Linked DNA regions of Mus musculus: region 1 is linked to region 2. Evidence: chromatin contacts called from public promoter capture Hi-C data. All regions are on one chromosome and are shown on one strand. Each heading gives the region's core, a stretch centred on a gene start, on an enhancer-like site or on the middle of the called end of the contact. The rest is flanking DNA. Distances are from core to core; before and after follow the strand shown.

The links. Promoter capture Hi-C pulls out the DNA fragments that hold promoters and counts their contacts.
Region 1: a promoter capture Hi-C map of pre-B cells shows a contact between it and region 2, with 3 times the contacts expected there. The contact joins the promoter of Slc25a42 here to the promoter of Zfp964 in region 2. A contact is called at or near these places in 2 of 39 promoter capture datasets (cranial neural crest and pre-B cells).

The regions. Positions count from the first base shown.
Region 1 is chr8:70,210,389-70,216,771 of GRCm38.p6, reverse strand. Slc25a42 (solute carrier family 25, member 42) reads left to right here and starts at 4,491. Exons shown (of 8, transcript NM_001007570.2): 1 at 4,491-4,544.
Region 2 is chr8:69,649,754-69,656,506 of GRCm38.p6, reverse strand. It overlaps Zfp964 (zinc finger protein 964), which reads right to left and starts at 1,951. Exons shown (of 4, transcript NM_001177527.1): 1 at 1,911-1,951. The coding sequence starts at 1,913.

The sequences.
Region 1 (6,383 bases), core at 3,242-5,741, 560 kb before region 2:
TGTGCAGCCATAATGGAGTGTCAACTGCTGCTGTTACCATGCCAGACCCCGCTGATGCCTCTGGCAGAGGCAGCTCAGTGCTGGACCATTGCCTGACCCTTGCCTCACTTGGCATCAGTAGGGTGCCATGAGGTCTTCTGGGAGCTTTCCTTCTTCCCTCCCTCTCTCCCTCCCTCATCCCTCCCTCCTCTTTCCCTCTCTCTGTCTCAAAGCCTGGTAGGACCACAGTGAGGCTCTCTGTTCTCTGACAGGGACATCATCCTCTTTGCTTGGCCATCTGACCCTATTGTTGCTGGAGCTGTTAGGGTTAGAGTCTGGCTTCTGGTGGCCATAACAAGTCACTCATCCCCAGTGGTCCAATAGAAGACACAAGTAAGTCTCAGGCTGGGTGCACACCCCATTTGGCACTTCCCGGCTCTGTTGGCCTGTTGCTCGCCTAGCATGTGTGACATCCTGGGTTCCATCCCCAGCACCACATAAAGCAGACGTGGTGGCACACAGCTGTCATCTCAGCACTCAGGAGGTGGAGGCAGGAGAATCAGGAATTCAAGATCACCCTTGGATACATAACAAGTTGAGCCCAGTGTAAGCTATATGAGATCCTGTGTCAAAATTAAACATGGGAGGCATAGCATGGCAGTGCAGGCCTTTCACTCTTAGTCTGGGGAAGTAGAGGCAGGTGGGTCCCTGTCACAGGAATTCATTTCTGGCAAACCTGGTCTATGTGATGAGCTCTAGGCCAGCCACGGCTACATAGTGATACCCTGTCTCATCAAAGGCACTATGGGCTGAAAAAGATGGATTGGTGGTTAAGAGATGGCTTGCTATGCTATGCAAATGAAAGGCTTTGGCTCCCCAGCCCCAGCTCCCGCATGAAAACGCTGGTCATGGCTGCACATGGTTGTCATGGTAAGGCTGCTCCAGGAGAGTACAAACAGTAGGCTGTTGGGAACTCACTGGCTGTCAGAGCAGCCTTGAGATCCCGATTCAGGAAATGGTGGAGAGCTCGACAGCAAGACACTAGCTTCCTTCTCTGCTTCTGCACAGGGTACACACACCGACAAACAGGCAGGGAAGGGCTGCACAGTGAAGAGGAGCGAGTAAAGAGGTCTGCTGATTCCCAAGTCCAGTTTCAGGGTCCTGATACAAGGTGAAGGATTACATTTTTATCACACTTATTTATGTATGTATTCAATTTATTGTGAGTATACACCTCACACAACACAGCTGGTGTGTGGGGGGGTGTCAGAGGACAACTTTCAGAAGTCAGTTCTCTCCTTCCACGGTGGGGCCCAGGGATTGAACTCAGGTTGTCAGTCTTTGAGGCAATGCCCCTTTACTAGCCGAGCCATATTCTCACAAGCCCAAGGTTGTGATATTTGAACAGAAGGCAGGATCTGGAAACAGCTAAGTGGTCCTCTTCAGGCCACGACTCTTTGCTTGTCACTGTCACCTTGCTTGCTCAGCTTCAGGCTCTCCTCAAGTCTGACAGGATGTTGGAACTGTGTGGACTCTTTGCCAGAGGCAAGTTAAGCTTCAGTGTTGGCTGCATCAGGCTTAGGTTCCTGGGGAAATTCTTTTTGTGTGGGTGTCAGGGGGCGGGGCAAGGTTTCTCTACATCTGTATAGCCTTGGCTGTCCAGGACCTCACTCTGTAGACCAGGCTGGCTTCGAACTCATAGACATCGGCCTGCCTTTGTCTTCGGAGTCCTGGGATTAAAGGCATAAGCCACCACCACCTGGTCCCTGGAGAAAATCTAAAGTTTTGGAGGCCCTTGTTTAAATATTCTGATAGGTAAGGGAAGGGCAAAGATGCCTCCTTTGTGTATGTATGTATACCTACATGAATTTATGAATTTATGAATTAATGTGTGTGCAGGTACCTGTGGAGGCCAGAAGAGGACATTAGATCCTCTGGAACTGGAGTTTCAGACAGTTGTGAGCTGTCATGTGGGTACTGAGAACTAAACTCAGGTTCTCTGCAAGAGCAGAGTGGTTTTAACCTCTGAGTCATCTCTTTAGAATATCCTCATCCTTGCCAGGAAGTTTACAGTGAATTAGTCTATGGGGAGTCCCAACAGTGGCCTGCAGATAGTGGCTTGCATGATGTGAGCCTGCCCGTTTTAACGTTGTGGATGAAGAGTTCAAGGCTTTACACAGCCCTGAAACCTGAGTCTGTAATATTAAGCGTAGCCTGGCTTCCTCCCAAGATCCTCTGCTGCTAAACTTGATCTCTACTGGCCCCACCCAAACATGTGGGAAATAAGAGTTCATTTCTGTCTTCTTGATGTCTGGAAAGTTATGAAAATGTTATTGGGAAGTCAGAGAGAGAGATGGTTCTGGGGACAAGAAGCATAGGATGATGTATGTCCCTCAGCTGTGGGCAACTGCAGGGCCTGCTCATAGTCCCCAGCTCCACAGAGAGGCAGCAGGGCCTTGGGCATGAACATGCCATAGCATGGATGTGGAGAGGTAAAAAAAAAAAAAAACAACTTTTGGGACTCTGTTTTCTCTTTCCACCATGTGGGTTAGGATATTAAATGCAGGCCATTGTGGCTGGTGGCCAGGTCAGAGCCTTTCTGAAGGCCCAGGCTGCTTCCATCTTGGGTTTGAAGGTATCTTATAGTAAAACAAACCATGCTCATTCCTGTTTATGATTACATCTCTGTTTCTCAGGACATGGGCTATATCCCACTGTAACCTTAATTACAAATGGTTCTTTCTACTACCTGTTCCAGGAAATAAAAAACCATGTCTTAGTTTCAAAGGTTGTTATCCTGTTATGGCCACCTTGCAACAATGTCTCTGTTTCCCGTGGGTGTTATGACCAACTTGTTACCCTATGTTCTGCGTCTGTAACCCTATTTGCCTGCCAGATCCTCATTTGGAAAACCCCTACCCTGAGTTGTAAAGACCTAATCTTCTAACCCAACTAGTGGCATTCTCCTTTGAATCCCTGCAATTGGGAGGCAGAGGCAGTTAGATCACTGTGTTTTTGAGGCACGTCTAGTCTACATAGTGAGTTCCAGGACAACCCGGGCTCCATAGTGAGACACTGTCTCAAAACAAAAACAAATAAAACAAATGTATTTTCCCCACTTTCAATGTTGATTGATGTCTGGTTTTTAGGAAGAGACATCCCATGTACACAAGCTTGCTTTAATTAATTGCTTGCTTTAATTTTCTTGGCCATGATTTGGGTCGGTGGTCTTTCTCCTTGAATCTGTAGGATTAACATTTACCCATTGAGCCATCTTGCTGGCTCCTTCTGTTTCCACAAAGGGGTCAGGGAGGCAAGATTGAACCTAAGGATTGCTCTGTCCAAGGCTTGAGCAGACTGAGTAACTCAGGTCACTCCGTTCCCCACTGTCTTACTACCCTTTCTGAGGGGGTTCAGAGCTTCAATATACAAATTGAACAGCTAAAGTGCTCTGTAACCTTGGTCAAAGAGCTTGACCTCTCTGTGTTCCCTTTGACATGTGGTTGTATTTATTGTTTGGTTAATTCACCAGTTACCACAAACACAGGGATGTCATAAGATCTCGTAAAGGATAAAGCTTGGACCCAGAGACGTCACTTTCTGAAAGTCAGATCACGTCAGCAGGATTGCACTTTTGCTTCCCATGTTTTGCACATGAACTCAAGTAGCAGAGGAAGGCTGAGTGATCTGAGTTTCTGCCCTTTGTATCATCGGCAGGGGAACAGTAAAGGAGGGACGGGCTGAGAATTAACCAAGAGTGTTTCAACTGTCAAAGTCTAAATTCAGGAAAGAGTAAAGCTTCTGAGCGCCATGGGAACCTGAGGAGTCTGCGCGGAACATACTAGATCATCCAGGGCAGACAAGATAGTTATGGTCTGTACCTAGCGCGCCCACCCCTGGAAGATGCACCGCCTACAGCTTCTGCGATTGGTCCCAGGACCTGTACATCTTTAGTGTCGCAGTCAATCATCGTTGCCCTCCGGGCTACACCCTCCGATCCTCGAGCTTCGCCCTTGCCCAGCGCGCCAGCTTACTCAGAGCGCTGACCTTGCTCTTCAGCGATTGGCTAAGAGGGCTGTTTCCAGGCCCCGCCCCCTCCCTTCAGTTATTGGCCCAAAGCGTTGCTTGTTTTCTGCAGAATCCAATCCTCGCTTCTGTCTCCTTGTGCCCCGAATTCTCAGAAACCAAGAGCCGCCTTTCCTCTTAGCTCCGCCTATACCCCTTGGCAATTGGCCGGAAGCTCTGCCCATTTTCTGCGGGTTCCAATTCTTGAACGCCCCCCACCAGGCCTCTCCGCCTTGTACCCGGTGTAGAACGCTCAGAAGAACCAGGGCCGCCCCTCCATGTAGCCTCGCCCCTTCCTTTAGCGATTGGTTAAAAAGGATGCCCGTCTGTGCCATGCTTACCAATTCTTGCCGTCTCCAGCGCTGATTGGACAGGGCGTGACCAATGGCGGCAGGGCCTGGGCCCCTCCCGGCCTCGAGCTTAGGGCCCGCGCGAGGCGGGGCTGCAGCGGCTGAGGCGGCTGAGGCAGTAGCGGCAGCAGCGGCGACGCGTCCGGGCAGGTGAGCGCGACCCAAGGAGTGCAGGCGCCAAGGGGCGACGCGGGGTGGCGGGGTTCTCGCGGCCCGGGCTGGGAGGAAGCGCGGCATGGGGCCGTTTCGTTGTGACAGCAGTGTCGCGAGCGTGGAGAGGTGACAGATCCCCTCACACACCCTGTGTTTCGCGCGTCCTCGGGGTCCCCACGGCCAGGCCGAACCCTAATTTCACACCGAGCTGCCCTGAGAGTGACAACCCCTGTGAGGCCAAGGTGGCCGCTTACGCACCCAACATGCGTGCCTCGCAGACCTGATCTTCCTCAGCCCGCTGCGTGTCCTTCCTTTGGAACCCGGGTGGACGCTTCGGGTGCAAGCTTCGGGTGCCACCCGGACGCGGCTGCTACACACGTGCACCTGCGTGCCTCTCCCCGTCCCTGTCGCGCAACCATCGCTTCACTCCCAAAGCAAAGTCCACCTAACTTGTGGTTTTAAATTTTTTATTTTCGTCCCCCGTGTAGTGCGAGTGGTGGCTTGGTTTTGGAAACCGTGTTTCACTGTGTAGAGCCAGCTGGTCTGGAACTCACAGAGATCTCCCTGCCCCTGCCTCCCAAGTGCCAGGATTAAAAGTGTGGGGTACCACCTGGTCTGTTATTGCTTTAACAGGGCTTTTAAATTTATTTCTAGCATTTCATTTTATTGTATTTATTTATTGATTAGTTTTGGAGTCAAAGTCTTGCACTGTAACCCAGGTTGTCCTTGAACTTTTATAAAGAGTGCTTGAGGTCAGGTGAGATGGCTCAGCAAACTGAGTTTTTGGGAACTGCCAAAAGTTGTCCTCTGATCTCTACATGGGCTCTGTGGCACACACGTAAATACACACACACACACACACACACACACACACACCACAATATGTATATGTATATGCATATAAAATCACTTCTTGACACAGCATGATGTTATGAGTCATCTGTGCACTGAACAGGTAGAGGTAGGATCAGAAGTTCAAGGTTACCTTGGCTACACACAGTGAATTTGAGTAGCCTGGTCTGTTTAAGACCTTGTTTCACAAAAAGAAAGGAAAGAAAACTAATGAGCAAACAGTGCATAGACGGGAGTGGAGTTGGTAGAGTGCTTGTTTGAAGTTGGGGGTTCCATTCCTAGCACCAGAGAAACCAGGTGTGGGGGTACACACTTATCATCTCAGCAGGGGGATCTGGAGTTCATGTCCAGCCTGGGCTACTCAGAGGCCCTGTCTCAAAGACCAATAACAAACAAAAATCTCAGGGCTGGACAGCTTTTGAGTCATTTCTGGACTTAGAATAATCTCCTCAGCCTGATGCTCAGAGCATCCCAGTTCACCAACCAGAAGTCTGAAGCCCTCAAACGCTGCAGCAGGCTCTGCCTGGCCCCCTTGAGCCTTGTCTGTGAGCCAGCTCCTGTCAAAGGCTGCTTACTGGTGTTTCTGTCTCTTGAGTTAGTGGAGGAAGGGAGCCCCCACCATACTCCACCCCATTCCCAGGCATTTCTCCCAAGTCGTGACTGATGAATCCGGAAATGCTTAGCTGGAAGGGACAGCCCCTAGGTGGCTGCCTGAGCTTGTGTCTCCAGGCTTTGGAGGGTGTGGAGGCAGGCTGGATTGGTGGGCTGCTAAACATCTGGGGCGCTGTTGGTTGCGGTCGGACCAGGCCTTCTCCGTGACCTGCCCGAGTTCCTTGCTGCTGTTCAACAGTAAGGAAATACTTCTCAGAGTTGGGAGAGCTAATGTTTCAACTGCTTAAAGCGTCAGTGCAAAAAGGTGGGGGCCTGAACTGGGGAGGAAGGTTTTTCTGGCAGTTTTTTAGTTCTAAGTCTAATTTCCATGTG
Region 2 (6,753 bases), core at 702-3,201:
CCTGTGAGGCTCTGCCAGTGCCTAGCAAATACAGAAGTGGATGCTTACAGTCACCCATTGGACGGAGGACAAGGTCTCCAATGAAGGAGCCAGAGAAAGTACCCAGGGAGCTGAAGGGGTCTGAAGCCCCATAGGAGAAATATCAATATGAACTAACCAGTACCCCCAGAGCTCCTTGGAACTATACCACCAATCAAAGAAAACACATGGTGGAACTTGTGGCTCTAGCTATATATATAGCAGAGGATGGCCTAGTCTTTCATCAATGGGAGGAGAGACCCTTGGTCCTTTGAAGGCTCTACACCCCAGTATAGGGGAATGCCTAGGCCAGGAATGGGAGTGCATTGGGGAGCAGGGGGAGAGGGGAGCAGATAGGGGATTTTCAGAGGGGAAACTAGGAAAGGGGATAGTATTTGAAATGTAAATAAAAAAATAAAATAAAAAATACTACAAAAAAAGAAAGTTGTAGTTTTAAAACTGCAAAGCTTGCTTTAAAAAAAATCAGTTTTTTTTTTAAACCATTCCTTTCTGTGTGCATGTGTGGCTATGCATTGCCATGATGCATGTATGAGGTGAAGGGACAGGAGTTCAAAGAAATTCTGTGGTTCTCGATTCTCTCCTTCTACCAAGTGGCTTATAAGGATTAACCCCAGGTCTCTGGGCTTGGCAGCAAAAGATGCCACCCACAGAGAGATTCGGAGGAACCAAGAACCTAAGTATTTTGTTTTTTTCTTTCTTCCTTTTGAGATAGGTTCTCACTATGTAATCCTGACTTGCCTGAACTCACGACATAGACCTGGCTGACCTAGAACTTACAGAGATCCACCTGCTTCTGTCTCCAGAATACTGGGATGAAAGGTGACTCCCAACCAGCTCAGCAAGAATCTAAGTTCTAAAAGGAAAACCTTGTTCACTTGATGGTAAGCGCCTTGAAACACTCAGGGTCACACCACCTAAGGAACACCAGTGAACACCTGGTCAGACTGAAAACTGCTGCGGAAAGTCATGGAATTGCAAGGATGTTAGAATACGGGTACAGCCCTGGGAAAGAGCAAAGCAGAGATTCATGATTCACAACTTCAAAACTGACTTAAAAGCAATTATCATTAAGATAGGATAAAGCTGCAGATAGGCCTAAGGAGTAATAGAGCACTTACCCAGCATGCTATGCAAAGCTGTTGCATCTAACTTCCAGACTGTGGGTGGGAAGGAGTAAATATTTTTTAAGAAAAGAAAAAATAAACTATACTAGGCTCTGTGACAACCTGAGTTCTATCCGTTAATCGCGGAAGGACAGCACTCATTCCATAAAGTTGTCCTGTGACCTTACACCTTCCTCACTCTACACACACACCGGGGACACACACCAATAAATAAGGCTGATTTAAGTAGGAGAGAGGGAGGGGGAAGGAGAGAGCTGCAGCGCACGGCAGGGGTCCTCCACTTCGTCTACTCGCTAGTCCCGCTCCACGTTTCTCTCCCTTGTCCTGGGGCAGCCCAGGCTGTCCCCTCTCCTCCAACAGCTGCGGGTTTACTGTGAAGCCCGCACGCAGGGTTACAAGTGAGTGCGACGTTAAGCTGTCACAACCCGCACTAGGAGAAACCTGCGCCGTCGAAGGAGCTGTGGGCAGACCAGCTCAGCACCGAGCGACCCCGCCCACGCGGGTGCTCTGGGCTCTGCAGCGTGCTGCCCTCGTCTCTCCGGGCCAGCCTGGCTCCCTCTGGCCAGCCGCAATCCGTCCGGGGGGAGCTCGCGGCTTCGCCTTTTAAACTCTAATCTTCGCACCAAGCCGAACTTTCCCAGACGCTGGACCCACCCCTCCCCCAGTCCCAAGGAGGACCCACCACCCCGGCTCCCGCGGCTCAGCCGGCCGCTCTTCCCCTTCTGGGGACTTCGGCCCTGCGCTCACCATGGCGCGGCTTCGAGCTCGGCCGCGCTCCCCTTAGCTACGGGCCGCAGTGGCCACAGCGAAGGGGGCCGAACCCGCTGCGCCTTCTCCGCTTCCCAGCGGAATGCACAGCGGGATTGCGATGGAGCCCGCCTCCCACCGCTCCCTGGCGCTCCTGATTGGATGGCTTGTCTGGAGGCCCTGATTGGCTAGGGCCCGACTTCGCTCAGCTCGGGAGAGATTTGCATAAAAGCCAGACCTGCCTGCTTCTTGCTGGGTACTTTAGTCTTCGGTGATCTCAAAAGCTTAGTTCCTATTGGTCTTGGGTCGTTGGTGTCCACAGTGCATTTACCAACTCAACGTCCAGTGTAGTGATTTCTTGCTTCAGACCTAGAATTGTTATAGGACCTTGGGTATGATGTATTCCGTGGACCTGGATTTTTATTCAGGGAAGCCAAAAAAAAATTTTTTTTTTTTTAAGGCGTGAGCGCCACCACTGCCTGGCTCCTTTTATTTTATTTTATTTTTTTTAAAGATTTATTTATTATTTTATGTAAGTACACTGTAGCTGTCTTCAGACACACCAGAAGAGGGAGTCAGATCCCGTCATGGATGGTTGTGAGCCACCATGTGGTTGCTGGGATTTGAACTCTGGAAGAGCAGTCGGGTGCTCTTACCCACTGAGCCATCTCACCAGCCCGGAAGCCAAAATTTTTGATAGTGGTCTGTCAAGTGGGGCTTGGTGGTTGGTACAAGTCCCCTTAATCCCAGCACTCATTCTGCTGGCAGCGAAAGACAGATCTCTGTGAGTTCTAGGCCAGCCTGGTCTACATTGTAAAAATCTGGGCTAGTTAAAGTTGCACAAAGTCTGGTCATTGTTAGAGGCCAGAACACACTGGCTCCTCATCAGCTCTTTCTGGTAGAGTTATTAAGACGCTATCTGTACTGTGATTTTACAACTCTTAACTTATAATTCAGTCCAGTATCTGGTCCTCTGTGCTCAACTTCACAGCTGGAAATAAGATAATAACAAATTCCAAGCGACTGGAGAAAAATGAAGGCGTTTTAAATATTCAGTTCTTCAGAGAGACACGGAACCTTAGAGAAAAGGCAAAAACGGCTGTGAATTTTGGCACAAGATTTTTTTTTTTAAGTCCCCCTGGGGGAGAAATTTCTGTTCTTTGTTTCTCACAGGCCAGTTCTGCTATTTTCTCAAATTTCCCATCTCCCTGGCTTAGGGTACAAAGCCTTATCTAAGGAATAACTCGGGATTTGAGGCTTCCTCTTTTCCTTATCATGATTTAAGTTACATAGTAAACCATGGGTAACTCCAAGTCTCATTATGGGCCGGTACCAGCCAGCGCTTGGAAGAAACATGCCCAGCACCTACTGCTTATCTGTAACTGGTGAACTCTAAATGCACTTTATACTGAAATGGACAATGACAGTCCAATTCAGTGGTTCTTGACCTGTGTGTCATCAGATCATCAGAAAACACATATTTACATTATGATTCACAGTAGTAGCAAAATTATAGTTTATACAGTAGCCAAGAAAATAATTTTATGGTTGGGGGGATCACCACATCATGATGAACTATTAAAGGTCATGGCATTAGGAAGGGTGAGGACCACTGTCTCACACCATCACATATGCTAGCTCAGACTAAATCATGTGGTGTTTAACTTTAATTTTTTCAAAACCTATTTTTAATGATGGTTCTTAAATGCTTTAGCCTTCCTTCTAGCCCACCACCCTCCAGAGGTAGTGGAAAAGAAAGGATACAGGAGAAGTGGACCTGTTTAGAAAGGTTCTTTGGAGAACCTTCCATCTGCATTGTCTGGAAATCTGCAGTTCAGTTCACAGGTCATCAACAGCAGCTCGATTCACTTGTAAACACTTCACAGATATACCAACAGTCCAGTTTGATAGAGTTGGGATAGCAAACATGAGTCAGCAGTGGTGGTACTATTTAGCAGAGACAGCCAGGCCTCAGCCTCGGCAGCAGAAAGGACCAACCAGCAGGAACGCCAGGAAGAGTTCTTGGCTGTGCTTTTCTCAGCGAAGTGAAGATCATCAAAGAAGTCAAAAGACCAACACGTGATGCACAGCTAGCTCTATAAGCAAGCCTAGCTCAGCCTCAGTCACTGTGCACTGAGTCCCTTTTATACCCTCTCCAAACATCATGAGTTCTCTTTGTGCCTTGCCTAAACACATGCCATACTTCAGCATGTATGTCTGTCTCAGCTAACATCACTCTGCCAATCAGCCCAAGTCTGCAGAAGTGGCAAGAAGCTGCAGCACATCACCAGGAGTTTTTTGGTGCATTTATCTCTATGGAGTTCTGACAAATGCAGCTCAACTGCACAATGTAAGGTGGACCAATACATGCGTGTGGTTAGCAAAGAATCCTTCATCACATGTCCTTTCATGTGCTTGCTTTAGCAGAGCATCTTTTCACATGTGTCCACTTCAGGAAAACACTCCTTCACGTGTTTGCCTCAGCAAAACCCCATCCAATACAACAAACTCTCCAAAGAGCCCTTACATTTCTACTTTGTAGTATTGAAATGGCTGACACCCAAAAGCCAATATTTCTTTAATATACAAAAATTAAATATTTCTTTATTGGAGGGATGTTGAAGTCCCCTTTGTAACCCTTCTTTTTTTAAAAAAGATTTATTTTTTTATTATATGTAAGTACACTGTAGCTGTCCTCAGACACTCCAGAAGAGGGCATCAGATTTCGTTATGGATGGCTGTGAGCCACCATGTGGTTGCTGGGATTTGAACTTGGGACCTTCGGAAGAGCAGTTGGCACTCTTAATCACTGAGCCATCTCGTCAGCCCCAGTAACCCTTCTTATTGAGGGGGGAAATCTCTCTTAATCTTAGCTTTAAACTACCCCTTTCCTTTTTTTTTTTCCTCCTGTTTTCTCTTTTTCCAAGTAGGGTGTGTCTTGGTTACATTTTGTCCACTTGACACAACCTAGTGTAATCTGTGAAGAGGACCTCAGGGTATTTTCTGGATCAATGGCTGATGTGCCCAGCTAACTGAGATGGTACCGGTCTTAGTCAGGGTTTCTATTCCTGCACAAACATCAGGACCAAGAAGCACTTGGGGAGGAAAGGGTTTATTCAGCTTACTCTTCCACATTGCTGTTCATCACCAAGGAAGTCAGGACTGGAACCCAAACAGGTCAGGAAGCAGGAGCTGATGCAGAGGTCTTGGAGGAATGTTCTTTACTGGCTTGCTTCCCCTGGCTTGCTCAGCCTGCTCTCTTATAGAACCCAAGACTACCAGCCCAGAGATGGTGCCACCCACAAGGGGACCTCCCCGCTTGATCACTAATTGAGAAAATGCCTTACAGCTGGATGTCATGGAGGCATTTCCCCAACTGAATCTCCTTTCTTTGTGATAACTCCAGCTGTGTCAAGTTGACACACAAAACTAGCCAGTACAGTACCCCTGGTCCTGTGTTCTAGAAGAAAGCAGCCATATCTCCATTGCCTATGCTTCAGCTCCTGCCTCCAGGTTCCTGCCTTGAATGTCTTCCCTAACTTCCCTCCATGATGGATTGTAGGTGTAAGCTGAAATAAACCCTTTCCTCCCCAAGCTGCTTTTGGTCCTGTTGTTTTAGCACAGCAATAGAAGGCAAACTAAGGATCAAACTTTAGCCCTGGATCGCTTAGAACTCACAGATACCCTTCTGCCTCCGACTTCAGAGTGCTTAGATTAAAGGTGTGCCAGTATTCCTGTCTCCTTTCTGGATTTAAAGAGAAGCCTCTTCTTTCCTGTAAGGCTCCCATTCCTGATGTCTCTCACATAAATTGTATTGTTTCTCTCCCGTGCTCTTCCACATCAAGGCCAGACCATGGGCTTCAGGCCCTTTCTAACAGAGCTAATTCCTGAGGGGTAGTGTTGACTTGGCTGCTTTCATGAGTCAACATCTATTTTAGTTACTTTTCTGTTGCTGGGAAGACAGTGGGACCAAGGCAACTTATAGAAGAAAAGTGTTTATTTGGGGCTTATGATTTCAGAGGGTTAGAGCGGCAGATGGTGGAGCAGCAGCAGCAGGTGTCTGGGGAGCAGCTAGAGCTCACATCTTGAAAGACAGGCAAGAGGCAAAGAGTGCACTGGAAGTCCACACCTCCCAGTCTGTCCAGAACAGTGCCACCAACTGGGGAGCAAGTCCTCAGTATGAGCCTGTGGGGGTCATTCTCACTCAAACCCCCACACATCTGTATCTAACCCATACATCTTCTATAGCTAACTGATTGCTCATCCCTAACCTCTCAAGCTGCACATTTCAATGTAAAACCAAAAACACATGCCAAGATCGATGTTACCTAATCCCAGAACACAGGAGGCAGAAGCAAAAGAACCATAGTTCAAGATCAGCTATTGCTACATAGCATGTTTGAGATCAGTAGGGGCTAGCTGAGATCCTGTCTTGAGAAAACTTCTAAATAAATAAAACATATCAGATATTAAAAGTTGAAATAGATAACACATGTTGTCTTAGTTTAGAGTTTCTATTGCTGTGGCAAAACACCATGATCAAAAAGCAAGTTTGGGAGGAAAGAGTTTATTTGGTTTATATTTCCACATTGCTATTCATCACCAAAGGAAGTTAGGACAGGAACTCACACAGGGCAGGAACCTGGAGGCAGGAGCTGATGCAGAGGCCATGGAGAGGGGCTGCTTACTGGCTTGTCTTCCATGGCCTGCTCAGCCTGCTTTTTTTTTTTAAATAGAACTCAGGACCACCAGCCTAGGGATGGCACCACCCACAATGGGCTGGGCCCTCCCCCATTGATCACTAATTGAGAAAATGCCTTGTAGCTGGATCTCATGGAGGCAT